Regions from separate parts of the Sus scrofa genome. Here regions 2 and 3 are each linked to region 1. The links are chromatin contacts, called in public HiChIP or PLAC-seq maps. All regions are on one chromosome and are shown on one strand. The core of a region is the stretch at or near the end of the contact, and the rest is flanking DNA. Distances in the headings are between cores, read along the strand shown.

Region 1 (4,267 bases), core at 123-2,622:
ATCCCAAGAAGACATGTATTTGTTTTGTTTTTGTTTGTTTTGTGTCTTTTTAAAGCTGTACCTGCAGCATATGGAAGTTCCCAGGCTAGGGGTTGAATCGAAGCTGTAGCCGCCAGCCCATACCACAGCCACAGCAATCCCACTTCTGAGTCATGTCTGTGACTACACCACAGCTTACAGCAGGGCTGGATCCTTTAACTCACTGAGTGAGGCCAGGGATCGAACCTGCATCCTCGTGGATACTAGTCAGGTTCGTTACCACTGAGCCACAACAGGAACTGCATGATACCAATGTGTTTGTGATTCATTCAGCCAGGAATCTTTCTAAGCTTAGAGGTAACTTCTGTGTAGTATGGATACTAGGATAAATTCCTTTATTCTTTCCCACTTCAGACTTAGTTTAGTTGCAAGTTTCAATTAATGTGTGCTTTGGACTTGAGTGCCCAATAGTCTTAGTTGATTGTTATTTGTTGTTTGACTACCTTAGACAAAAAGCCGCAAAATTTAAATGCCTGGATATTACAGCATAGGTGTTGAATTTAATCCATTTAATTTTTCTGTAGTATTTGCTGGCTAATTAGGGAGTACTAAATCAGATTAATTTTCTCAGTACATTCAATTTTTTTAAACTGTTTTCCTGTTATTATATCCAGATTGTTAAGCTTTGATGGGAGTGGGCTTGGGGAATGGTGTATTGAAACTGAATTAGCAGAACAGATAATATCTATTGAGCACTAACTTTGTGCTCAAGCACAAGAACTGTGTGAAGTGATTTATACCTGTATCTTCCTTCTCACAAAAGTCCTTTGAAGTTGGTACCATAATTAGCTCCATCTTTACAGACATGAGACAAAGTTAAGACTTTTCCAGGGTCACACAGCTATTAAGTAGTAGAGCCTAGATTTGAACTCAATTCTGGGAAAGTCATACTCTTTATTGCCTTGCCACTGCTGCTACTACCTATTCAATACTATCTATTCATCTCTGTTCTACAGATGAGGAAACTAAGGTATAAAATGGCTAAGTAGTTTTCTTTGGAAGGACTTCTTTGACTACTTAGCCCATCTGATGATTCTTTGTTCTCTAGAATAAACTCAAAGTGATTCTGCTAAAGTGACAGCTATTAACTAACTTTGATTAGTTTGATCCATTTCATATATAAAAGTAATAGAAACATGTAAAAGAGCATGAAAACTTAAGAAGCCACCTAGAAGATCTTGACCCAATCAGTATTGTTTTGGAACTGCAATTTGAAAAGAACTTTAGCCAAATGCTAATTTGATCCTTTTTAACCAAAGAGCAGTACACAAGGATAAAAGAGATAGTTCCTGTTTTTTCTGTTGTTTGTCTGAAATGAGCTTTTCTTCCATCCTGCTTCCCCTCCCCCCTTTCTCTTATTGGGTAATCAAATCCCACCAACCTTCTTCCTGTGGCTCCCTTAGAAACAATCTCTTCCTCCTTTGAACTTGCCTAATAATTTAATTGTTTTTCTCTTGCTCATTGGATCTTACAAGATAACAGGTGAGTTCAGAATATCTTTTGACTTTCCCATATTTTATCTCAGCTAATTTTTATTAACCTTTTGGTTTTTGTCAGTGTGATATGATGACGCATCAATTACAGCGAGCACTCATTTGAATAAATATATTTTAAATGTTGTAGAATTATGTTTAGATGTTTATTCACATTTTAGCTTTTTTTTTTTTTGGCATTTCCTTTGTCTTCAAGTGTAGGGCCTGGATAAGTTGTTTGACTAATAATCCAATTTCTCTTTCTCCTTTGTCTCCACCTTTCACTATAATTAAAGTTAAACTCATGGTAATTGTAACAAGAACAATTTGCAGGGTACTTAGGAATTCTTGTTACAGAGGAGAAATTTAAAATATGTTTAGTTTTAAGTGTACTGGTTAAATAAACAAATGCCCAGGGGTGTCACTGGGAGGTCTGTGGAATAGTCTGTGGTACTGCAAACCAAAGGAATATAATAAGGAAAGCCGAGAAAGCACAGAATGGAAGAAATAGGAGTGAAAAAAGGTTTGGCAGTGGTAGTGAATCACAAGAAACTGTCTCTCTTGCTGTTTGTTCTTGGCTAAAAAATTTTAAGAGATGAGGAAGCCAAGTACAGTTCTGTTCAAGCTGCCTCCTTTCAAAAAACCAGGTAACAAATATGCCTTAAATTTACTCTTTTCTGAAATATGATGTTCATGCTTGAAATGTGCTATTGTGGAATAAAGTTCATATCTGACGTAATATATCTGACCTTCCTCAGCTTGTGACATTGCTGTTTTTTAACACACATGTTTGTCATTACTGTCTTTTAGAAAGTTTGTAGGCCCTCATCCAGGAAAAGAAACTAACCGCAACCAAATGAGTCTGTATTATGCCTAGGATAAAAAAATATTGACTTTGAACCTTAAACATGAAACAATGAATTGATTTTAATCTTAAAATTAAATCATTACTTCAGTCTGTCATATGGCTCATAAGTTCTGGTTTATTGAATTTTTAGAAACATGTAGAATTAAGCATTGCAACTTTTTAATACTTTTGTTGAAAAATATTTAAAGTGTAATACAGATATGCTTTAGTTTAATAACCACAATATACTTTATAATGTTTAATTTTCATGGTATCAGAGGGCTTTGAGTATGAATTAATATACTAAACAGTAAACTATTATAGTATGCACAAGAGATTTCCTAGTACGGTATTCTCATTTTCACCCAATAACATCCTCCAGATGAGGTACAGAGGTTATGTGACTTGCCCGAGGTCCCATGGCTAGTAAGTGGAGCCAAGTCTCTATTTACTGCCTTTATTCATTGTACTGTGATTTCTGTGCATACAGAAGGCATGGGGTGTGCCATCAGCTTCCTCTAATCCTAGTAATATTGCTAGACTAGCTATTTGGAGTAAATTCCTGATAGGTCGCAATGTCATAAAATCAGGATGAAGAAAATACAAGCGTACAAACCATAGAATTAGAAATAGGAGTTCCCGTCGTGGTGCAGCAGAACGATATTGACTAGGAACCATGAGGTTTTGGTTCGATCCTATCTTTGCTCAATGGGTTACAGATCCAGCATTGCCATGAGGTGTAGGTCGCAGACGTGGCTCTGATCTGGCATTACTGTGGCTGTGGTGTAGGCCAGCGGATATATCTCGGATTAGACCCCTGGCCTGGGCATCTCCATATGCCGCAGGTGCAGCCCTAAAAAACACGCGCATGCACGCACGCATGCACGCACACACACACACACACACACACACACAAATAGAAGGGAACCTTAGCTTTTTAGTCCAGTGATCCCCATACCTGGCTGTACCTCAGAATTAACTAAGTAGCATTTTATTTCCTGGTACCTGTCCTACTTTCAGACTTTTCTGAATTAATAGGTTCAATGTGGATTGTAGGGGTTGAGATGAGTTTCTTTTATCTTTCTTTTTGCTTTTTAGGGCCACACCTGCAGTATATGGAAGTTTCCCAGGATAGAGGTTGAATCAGAGGCGCAGCTGCAGGCCTACACCACAGCCACAGCAATACCTGATCTGAGCTGCGTCTGCGAGCTACACCACAGCTCATGGCAACACCAGATTCTTAACCCACTGAGCGAGGCCAAGGATTGAACCCGCATCCTCATGGGTACCAATCGGGGGTTTTTTTGGTTTGTTTGTTTGTTTTTACTACTGAGCCACAATGGGAATTCTGAGACAGCTTTCTTAAATGAGTCTCATGATATATGAGATCCTCTGATAGTCCATTCCTTTGCATGGACAAAAAAAAAAAAAAAAACTTTCATTTTAGCCAGCAACTTTCATGTAAGTGCTAATAAATGGTAAAACTTGGACTCAACGATGTTCTCTTATATCTTAGCCCAGCGCTTTCCCCATCCACTACTTGCCTATAACTTCTCAGGCATCTTTTGCTTGAGACACTTAGAGGTACTCCCTAAGTTGTTATAATACTAAATTAAAGGTAATAATAACAATAGTAATTCTGTCCATATTTTCCTCTATTATGAAAGTCATTTTGTATTTCAGTGGTGTTTATACACTGTGTTACTTTAGTCTCCTTTTTAGTTATCAATCCACTTTTATACCTCACTTACGTTTTTGTTGTTTGGCAGTAGTTTGTGATAGTGTATTTGCCAATCTCCTCAACATTGGCTTCAGAGCTTTAAAAATACTCTTCAGGAAGGAGTTCCCTTTGTGGCTCAGTGGTTAACAAATCCCAACTAGGAACCATGAGACTGCGGGTTCAATCCCT
Region 2 (4,172 bases), core at 809-3,308, 140 kb before region 1:
GATATAGAACATTTCCATTCCTGCCTCAAGTCCTAGTGGGAGTGCTGGTCTAGACCATTTATTGTCCATAGCACTCACTGTGATGTTTAACAAATGTGACTCTACTACCCCCACCTTTTCTTTGCCTTCCAGATCCTCCTACTCCATCTTGATTGTCACTCCCTAAGCAGAAAACTCTCCTATAGCCTCAGCACCATCTCTCACTTGTCCCTCTACTTCTTGGCCTTAATTTATTTGCTCAGTTTGGGGCCAGGATGTGGTATTAGGGTCCACTTTGCTCTGGATAAGTGCTTCCACACTGTTACAAAAGACTCAGCAGTTGGAGGCTAGTGCCTTTTGGCTATTATCACTGTCCTCCTTCTTATTCCTTTACTAACAGCCTCCTGGTCGTCTCACTCATTCACTGAACACTCATTCACTGTGAACTGGCTCACAGAGTTCCTGTTTACCTCAAACCTTGCCATCATCTCAGATAATGCCAATGTCCAGCTGACAATTGGCTCCTTAGCTCCTTCTCATCTCCAATTAAAATGTTAAGAATGGGAGTTCCGTCATGGCTCAGTGGTTAACAAATCTGACTAGGAACCATGAGGTTGCGGGTTCAATCCCTGGCCTTGCTTAGTGGGTTAAGGATCTGGCATTGCTGTAGTGTAGGTTGCAGAAGTGGCTTGGATCCTGAGTTGCTGTGGCTCTGGTGTAGGCCGGCAGCTAAAGCTCCAATTAGACTCCTAGCCTGGGAATCTCCATATGCCACAGGTGCGGCCCTAGAAAAGACAAAAAGACCAAAAAAAAAAAAAAAAAAAAAAAAGTTAAGAATGGAGTTCCCATGGTGGCACAGCAGTAATGAACCAGACTAGTATCCATGAGGATGGGGGTTTGATCCCTGGCCTTGCTCAGTGTGTTAAGGATCCAGCGTTGCCATGAGCTGTGGTGTAGGTCACAGATGCTGCTTGGATCTGGCGTTGCTGTGGCTGTGGCAGAGGCTGGCAGCTATACCTCTGATTCGACACCCAGCCTGGGAACTTCCATATGCCGCAGGTGCAGCCCTAGAAAGACAAAATAAAATAAAATGTTAAGGGTAAGAGTTAACATTTGCTATGTGCCAGTCACTAGTCTAAGAAGTCAGCATGTCATGTATTAACTCTTTGATTCCATGACAGCCCTCTACGATAGGTCACCGTTATTATCAGCTCTGTTTTACAGATGAGGAAACAATTAGGGCTGCTTGTGGTTTGTGCTGCTGTTGAGTAGTGAAGGCAGGATCTAAATTCAGACACTTTCCTTACAGAATACTACTTCAATACTTCAATACCACTTGCTTCAATACTACTCCAATTTTTCTCCTTCTAATGATTGGTCTTCTATCATTAGCCTGCCCCACCCACTTCCACTATCATACCCTGAACTTCGCCATCTCTTCTACCTGAATCATCTTCAAATCACTAATTTAGGCACCTCATCCTCTGATCAACTTCCTCTCCCTCAAGCAGGTCAATAAAAACAACATAAAAGTAATGGTAATATTAGCAAACACTTACATAGTCTAAGTGCTTTTCCCATGTTAACCTTTATTTCTCACAGTAATTCTGTGATGAAGGTTTTATTACTACTGTTTTACAGATGAGAAAGTTGAAGCACAGAGAAGTTAAGTAACATGTGCAATGTCACACAGCTTAGGAGCAAAGCTAGAATGTGAGTCCAGTCAGTCTCCAGAGTACATTCTCATCTACTACAGCAAGATAGATAAACCTGGAGTTGTGAGGGAAATCATTATCAACTGGGTTCTTTGTTTGTTTGTTTGTTTTCAAAATACCCATGCTTACCCTCCAGTTCCAAAGGTGTGCTTGTTTGCTTTTTGTTTTGAAAGAGCCTCTCAGATGACTTGGACATTTACTTTATGTTGAGAACCACACATTAGATTATTTCAGCAGCCTCCCCTCCTGCTGTTCTGCTCGAGTTCAACCTACTGCTGTCCTGCTGGTGCCTGTCAGGACTGCTTCACACAAACAGGTTAGGGCTGGGCCCGAGAGTGGAAGCATCATGACCAGACATTGAGTGAAAAAAACCTCAGCGTCAATAGCTTGCAGTGCTGAAGCAAGTAGGGATTGCCCGATTTCTTGATGCCTACGTAATACTTGCTATGCTTTTTCTCATGTCCATCTGATTCATTTTAACAGCCAAGCATTTAACCAGCTGCTTATCTGAAGATTGCTCAGAGCAGCAAACAGTTTGTCCTCATTAACATGACAGCTTCTAAAACAAGAAGAAAGGAGAATGAGAGAAGAACAGAGAAGGTAGTCTTGGCATAGGTCCAAGGGAAAAGCAGTCTGGCTGAAACTGTTGGGTTCCCTTGGCCAGGAAGCAGCAATCTACATAAACAGGAAATAGAGAAGGTTGAGGGAGAGGGCAGTGGTTAGTTGGTGAGAGCAAAAGCTGACACCAGAGGGGTGTAAACGGTTATATGCAAAAGCAATTCTGACACAAGCCAGGACTCTGCATGTGAACAATCCCAGCTCTTTCCTGAGAGACCTTGTTTCACCACGGTGTCTGTGGAGTATGTGTTGGGTCCTATTGGCAAATGGAGACATCTTTGAGCACCTGCCCTTTTTTTGCTAGCTGTCTGCAGAGTAGTTTTATTTTCTCTCATTTACTAGTCTAAACACTCTGTGAGAATGGGATTACTATTTCCATTCTCATATTTTAAGTGAGAAAACTGGCTCAGAAAGATTGTCACTTTGCCCAAATTCATTTGCATTATACCATATATAACACTTTTGAAAGCTGCCTTCTCTCTGAAAGCATAACCTATTAGAAAGAAGGTGTCTAGGTTTTCTAAGGATGCCATAACAAATTACCACAAACCTGGTGGTCTAAAACAACCACCAGCTTATTTATTTTCTCATGATTCTGGAGGCCAGAAGTCTGAAATCAAGGTGCAAGCAGGGCCACACGCCTTCTGAAGTCTCGAAGGGAGAATCCTTCCTTGCTTCTTCCAGCCTCTGGTGGCTCCAAACATTTTTTGGCTTGTGGCTGTGACTTCAATCTCTGCCTTCTTTGTCCCTGACTTCTCTTCTGTTTCTCATTAGGACATTTATCACTGGATTTACAGTCCACCTAAATAATCCAGGGTGATCTCATCTCAAAATCCTTAAATTTTTTTTTTAGGGCCACACCCACGACATATGGAGGTTCCCAGGCCAGGGATTGAATTGGAGCTGTAGCCACCAGCCTATGCCACAGCCACAGCAATGCAGAATCGTAGCCATGTCTGTGACCTACACCACAGTTCATAGCAACATGGGATCTTTAACCCACTGAGTGAGGCCAGGGATTGAACCTGTGTCCTTATGGTTACCAGTCAGATTAATTTCCACTGAGCCATGATAGGAACTCCTCAAAATCCTTAACTTAATTACAGCTGCAAACACTATTTCAAAATAAGGTAACATTGGAGTTCCCTCTGTGGCACAGTGGGTTAAGAATCCAACTGCAGCAGCTTGGGTTGCTCCAGAGGTGCAGGTTCGATCACAGGCCTGGCGCAGTGAGTTAAAGGATCTGGTGTTGCCACAACTGTGCCGTAGTTAGATTTCAGTTCCTGGCACGGGAACTTCCGTATGCCGTAGGTGCAGACATAAACAAACAAAAAAAAGTAACATTCATGGGGTCCAAATGTAAGGATGTGGGCATAACTTCTGGGGAGTCACCATTCAACCATCTACAGAGGGTATCATTATTAATATAGCAATGCAGATTTTGTAGTGTTTTAATAGCAACCGCAGAATTGAGAGAGATACTCATTAGGGTTCCCATGGCCAGATCCCCATTTTTCTTTCTCTCTCTCTCTCTCTCTTTTTTTTTTTTTTGTCTTTTTGCCTTTTCTAGGGCCGCTCCCATGACATATGGAGGTTCCCAGGCTAGGGGTCTAACCAGAGCTGTAGACACCAGCCTATGCCAGAGCCACAGCAACTCGGGATCTGAGCTGCGTCTGCAACCTACACCACAGCTCATGGCAATGCAGGATCCTTAACCCACTGAGCAAGGCCAGGGATTGAACTCTCAACCTCATGGTTCCTAGTCGGATTCATTAACCACTGCACCACGAGAGGAACTCCTCTTTTTCTCTTTTTAAGGCTGCACCCACGGCTTATGAACGTTCCCAGGCTAGGAGTCAA
Region 3 (4,206 bases), core at 120-2,619, 190 kb before region 1:
AGCTATATTTTCTCAGGCCACTTTGGGCAATATTTTCCCCTATTGGACCTAGTCCTCAAGATTCTTCCTTCTGTAAAAAGCACAATGAACTAAACAGACATTTGGGAAAGATTTAGCCTCAGGGGAGATAAAATATCACTTCTGCTTCAATGCACATTTCCAGAAAATAGGCTGAGATCATCTAAATGCAGAAGGTGCAAAATGATCCATCATAAATGTCTATTTTTTCAGTTTTACATATACCATGTTACTAATAACTGTTGGATTTCAGTGGGATTTTCACAGAATGATAAAATACTACTTCCACCAGAAAGTAAATGTGAGGAAAAAATTCATGAAAGAAAAAAAGGAACTAACATATAGGGTTAAATGTCAACTTTTCCTCTTAAAAATCTGAAGAAAAGTCCAATTAAAGGAAAATATAGTTTTAGAATAAGTCATCTAATGTTGATTTAATGCTTTTTTTTTAATGTGCATTTTATTTGTGAGAAAAGAATTTTACTTCTGCTTTCATTCTGAGGAGGGGGACAAAAACTCGGGTGCATCATTCCTGTGTCCTAGTCAGAAGAAAATTGTTGGTATGAGAAATGTTAAAAAACTATTAAAAATAGTAATTTTCTGGAGTTCCCGTCGTGGCGCAGTGGTTGACGAATCCGACTAGGAACCATGAGGTTGCGGGTTCGGTCCCTGCCCTTGCTCAGCGGGTTTATGATCCGGCATTGCCGTGAGCTGTGGTGTAGGTCGCAGACACGGCTCGGATCCCGCGTTGCTGTGGCTCTGGCGTAGGCCGGTGGCTACAGCTCCGATTCGACCCTAGCCTGGGAATCTCCATATGCCGCGGGAGCGGCCCAAGAAATAGCAACAACAACAACAACAAAAGACAAAAAGACAAAAAAAAAAAAAAAAGTAATTTTCTTCCCTAATTAGACTGTGGTGTTTTTCACTACTTTCCCCACTTCACCGTGAGAGTATGTATAAAAAAAGGCATCCTTGCATACAACCCTTTGACCAGATTTCACAACTCCTGTTCTATGCTAATAAGAAATCTTTACTTAGTTTCAGTCTTTCCAAATAAGCTGAAATTTTGGACACAGCAAATACCAGCTTAGTCCTCTCTATCCTCTGGTCCTTGACCCCTGGCTAAAACCTGGCTTGGTCTGTTCCTTTAAAAAGGTGAAGCTAGACCCTGTTTTTCCAGAGCACTTTTATCTTAATGCAGGGCCACACAAAACTGTGGGGAGCTCCACTCAGGCCCAGGGGGAAGATAGACTGGCTGCCATCCAGTTTAGCTGGCTCAAGAGAGGTCAGTTTCCTTGTCCTCTCAATAGACTGTCCCTTCTGTGCTGACCTTTAACTAACTGGCAGGGCTCTCAAGCTCTGACACTGCTTCCTCTCTGCCCACACTCTTCTTCCCCACATGTACGTCCTTCTTAAAAGAGGGAAGAGCCTGAGAAGAAGGTGCTGGGAAGAGGAAAAGTGAAGTCCTGACTTTCAAACCCCTAAGGGTTTTCCCCCTTCTTGATTCATTTAAAAGTATATCAAGACAAAGCATGCAAAATTTGCAAAAACATTGAGAATTTAGTGTGGTCTATGCCTCAGGGTAGATAGCTTACAAATCTCAGGAGAATATTCTAGCTCTTCTATAAATATCTCATTGTTTATTTGTTGATTTTTATGGCCTTGCCCCTGATGTGCAGAAGTTCCCTGGGCCAGGGATTGAACCTGCACCACAGCAATGACCCGAGCCACAGCAATGACAATGCTAGATCCTTAACCCACTAAGTCACCAGGGAACCCATCTCGTAGTCTTTTTTTTTTTTTTTTTGCTTTTCAGGGCTGCACTTGTAGTATATGGAAGTTCCCAGACTAGGGGTCAAATCAGTGCTGCAGCTGCTGGCCTACACACAGTCCCAGCAATGCCAGATCCGAGCCACGTCTGCAACCTATACCACAGCTCATGGCAGCACCTTAACCCACTGAGTGAGGCCGGAGATCGAACCTACATCCTCATGGATCCTAGTCAGGTTTGTTAACCACTGAGCTGTGGAGTGAACTCCTCTCATAGTCTTTGTAATGGAACTTTTTGCAAACAGTTTGCTTTCTTTTTATAATTAGTGTGATCAGTAGTTTCATTGTGTAGAAATAGATTCCAAGAAAAATTACAATGCCTATAAACAGTGATCAAATCGCTTAAAGATGCTAAAGACATTAAAAATGCAAATGATCTGGAGGTTAAGCATCCAGAATTGTCACTGCTGTGGCTGTGGTTACAGCTGTGGTGAGAATTCAGTCCCTGGCCTGGGAATTTCCACATGCCACAGGTGGGACTAAAAGAAATAGAAAAAAATGGAAATGATTTATCTCTTAATCATTTAATTAATTTTGAAAGCGAGCCAACCAACATATACTTAAAAACCCTCTGTACCATGCTTAAAATTTTTTTTAAAAGTAAAGAATATGCAGTAACAATTGTAAAATTTCGAAGTGTATTTAGGAGTTCTCTTGTGGCACAGCAGGTTAAGGATCTGGTGTTATCACTGCAGTGGCTTGGTTGCTGCTATGGCACAGGTTTGAATCCTGGCCTGGGAACTTCCACACGCTGTGGGCATGGCCAAATAAAAGAAAATAGTACCTTTACAATTATAAAAACAAAGATTTGATTGTATTTTCCTGATTTTTTGTCCCTTTTAGTGATGGTGCCTCAGTGGCATGTATGGCATCTCTCCTCCTGCTAACTTGGTACCAAAGAAACCCTCCCTCATTTGAGGGTATTTAGAACCCTTTCCTCTAGCCCATTCTATTTACCCTCCAAAAGCTGGCATTCAGCTGAAACCAGAGGGGAAAAAAGTCTTTTCTCAGTTTACTGGCAGCGTGTTGAAGGCAATTGACCACTTTTCAGTAGAAAACATTTCCTTCCCCTATTATGTCACCTCTGCCCCTTAAAACACTTTACAGAGCTCTGGCTGAGCCCTCTCATGATTGCCAGACAGTGGCTTCCTTTAAAAAAACTTAGAAGCAGCTGGTGTCATACATAGACATTTTCTTTAAAGAAGAATTATTGGAGTTCCCGTCATGGCACAGTGGAAACGAATCTGACTAAGAACTATGAGGTTGCAGGTTTGATCCCTGGCCTTGCTTGGTGGGTTAAGGATCTAGCGTTGCTGTGAGCTGTCATGTAGGTGGCAGATGTGGCTTGGATCCAGCATTGCTGTGGCTATGGTATAGGCCGACAGCTGTAGCTCCGATTAGACTCTTAGCCTGGAAACCTCCATATGCCATGGGTGTGGCCCTAAAAAGCAAAAAAAAAAAGAATGATTGATCCCCACCCATAATGTATGCACAGTAAAGAGCATCATAGAACTGGAAAAGAGCTTCCCAATTCAATCCTACCCATGAATTTTACTGTACCATGGACCACCTTGTCAGTCTGGTGAAGCTTGTAAATTCCTTCTCAGAATAATGCTTTTAAGAGCATAAAATAAAGTACTTGAGGCTGGATACCTTCCTTACATCATGAACAAAAATGAATTCAAAATGGATCAAAAACCATAAAAAAATGCAAGAGCCAAAACAATACAAACAATTTTTAGAAGAAAACCTAAGAGTATACCTTATGACTGTAGCTTAGGCAGTAGTTTCTTTTGACTTTTTAAAAATAGCTTTAGTGACATATAATTCATATGCCAAAGAATTCATCTATTTAAGTATGTAAAGTTTTAGTACATTTACAGAGTCGTGCAACCATCACCATGATCTAATTTTAGAACCTAACTTATGTTTTGTTTTTTTAAATAATAAGGGTTCACATACAGAGATTTGTTCACATATAGAGATGATCGAACAATGGCTAGGGTATGGATTTTTCTGTCTCTCTGTTCTGCCATTATTGCTTTTTTCCTCAAGAAAAAAAAAGCTTTATTAGATTAAGCCATATACTATATAATTCACTCATTTAAAGTATGCAATTCAAGGAGCTCCCATTGTGGCTCCATGGGTTAAGAACCTAACTACTATCCGTGAGGATGAGGGTTCAATCCCTGGCCTCACTCAGTGGGTTAAGGATCCAGTGTTGCTGCAAGCTGTGGTGTAGGTTGCAAAAGTGACTTGGATCTGGCGGTGCTGTGGCTGTGGCATAGGCCAGCAGTTGCAGCACTGATTTGACCCCTAGCCTGGGAACTTCCATATGCCGCGGGTGTGGCCATAAAA

What was found. HiChIP or PLAC-seq counts read pairs in DNA pulled down with a chosen protein or histone mark.
Region 2: a contact with region 1 is called in an H3K27ac HiChIP or PLAC-seq map of alveolar macrophages. The contact joins two enhancer-like sites. A contact is called at or near these places in 1 of 47 Hi-C or Micro-C datasets (liver) and 1 of 2 datasets of contacts at active chromatin or transcription factors (alveolar macrophages).
Region 3: a contact with region 1 is called in an H3K27ac HiChIP or PLAC-seq map of alveolar macrophages. The contact joins two enhancer-like sites. A contact is called at or near these places in 1 of 5 promoter capture datasets (liver), 1 of 47 Hi-C or Micro-C datasets (fibroblasts) and 1 of 2 datasets of contacts at active chromatin or transcription factors (alveolar macrophages).

The regions. Positions count from the first base shown.
Region 1 is chr2:44,528,001-44,532,267 of Sscrofa11.1, reverse strand. All of the region lies in intron 1 of PDE3B (cGMP-inhibited 3',5'-cyclic phosphodiesterase B), which reads left to right. Among named protein-coding and RNA genes, the nearest start is that of PDE3B, 84 kb to the left of the region's middle. Within about 2 kb of position 1,372, at least 2 of the 83 cell types and tissues checked have an H3K27ac peak or open chromatin away from gene starts, as enhancers often do. A contact at or near this core is called in alveolar macrophages, where this site is marked.
Region 2 is chr2:44,669,702-44,673,873 of Sscrofa11.1, reverse strand. The region is part of intron 5 of LOC106507279 (a long non-coding RNA gene); the gene reads left to right. Among named protein-coding and RNA genes, the nearest start is that of PDE3B, 58 kb to the right of the region's middle. Within about 2 kb of position 2,058, at least 33 of the 83 cell types and tissues checked have an H3K27ac peak or open chromatin away from gene starts, as enhancers often do. A contact at or near this core is called in alveolar macrophages, where this site is marked.
Region 3 is chr2:44,719,109-44,723,314 of Sscrofa11.1, reverse strand. All of the region lies in intron 3 of LOC106507279 (a long non-coding RNA gene), which reads left to right. Among named protein-coding and RNA genes, the nearest start is that of PSMA1, 19 kb to the left of the region's middle. Within about 2 kb of position 1,369, at least 18 of the 83 cell types and tissues checked have an H3K27ac peak or open chromatin away from gene starts, as enhancers often do. A contact at or near this core is called in alveolar macrophages, where this site is marked.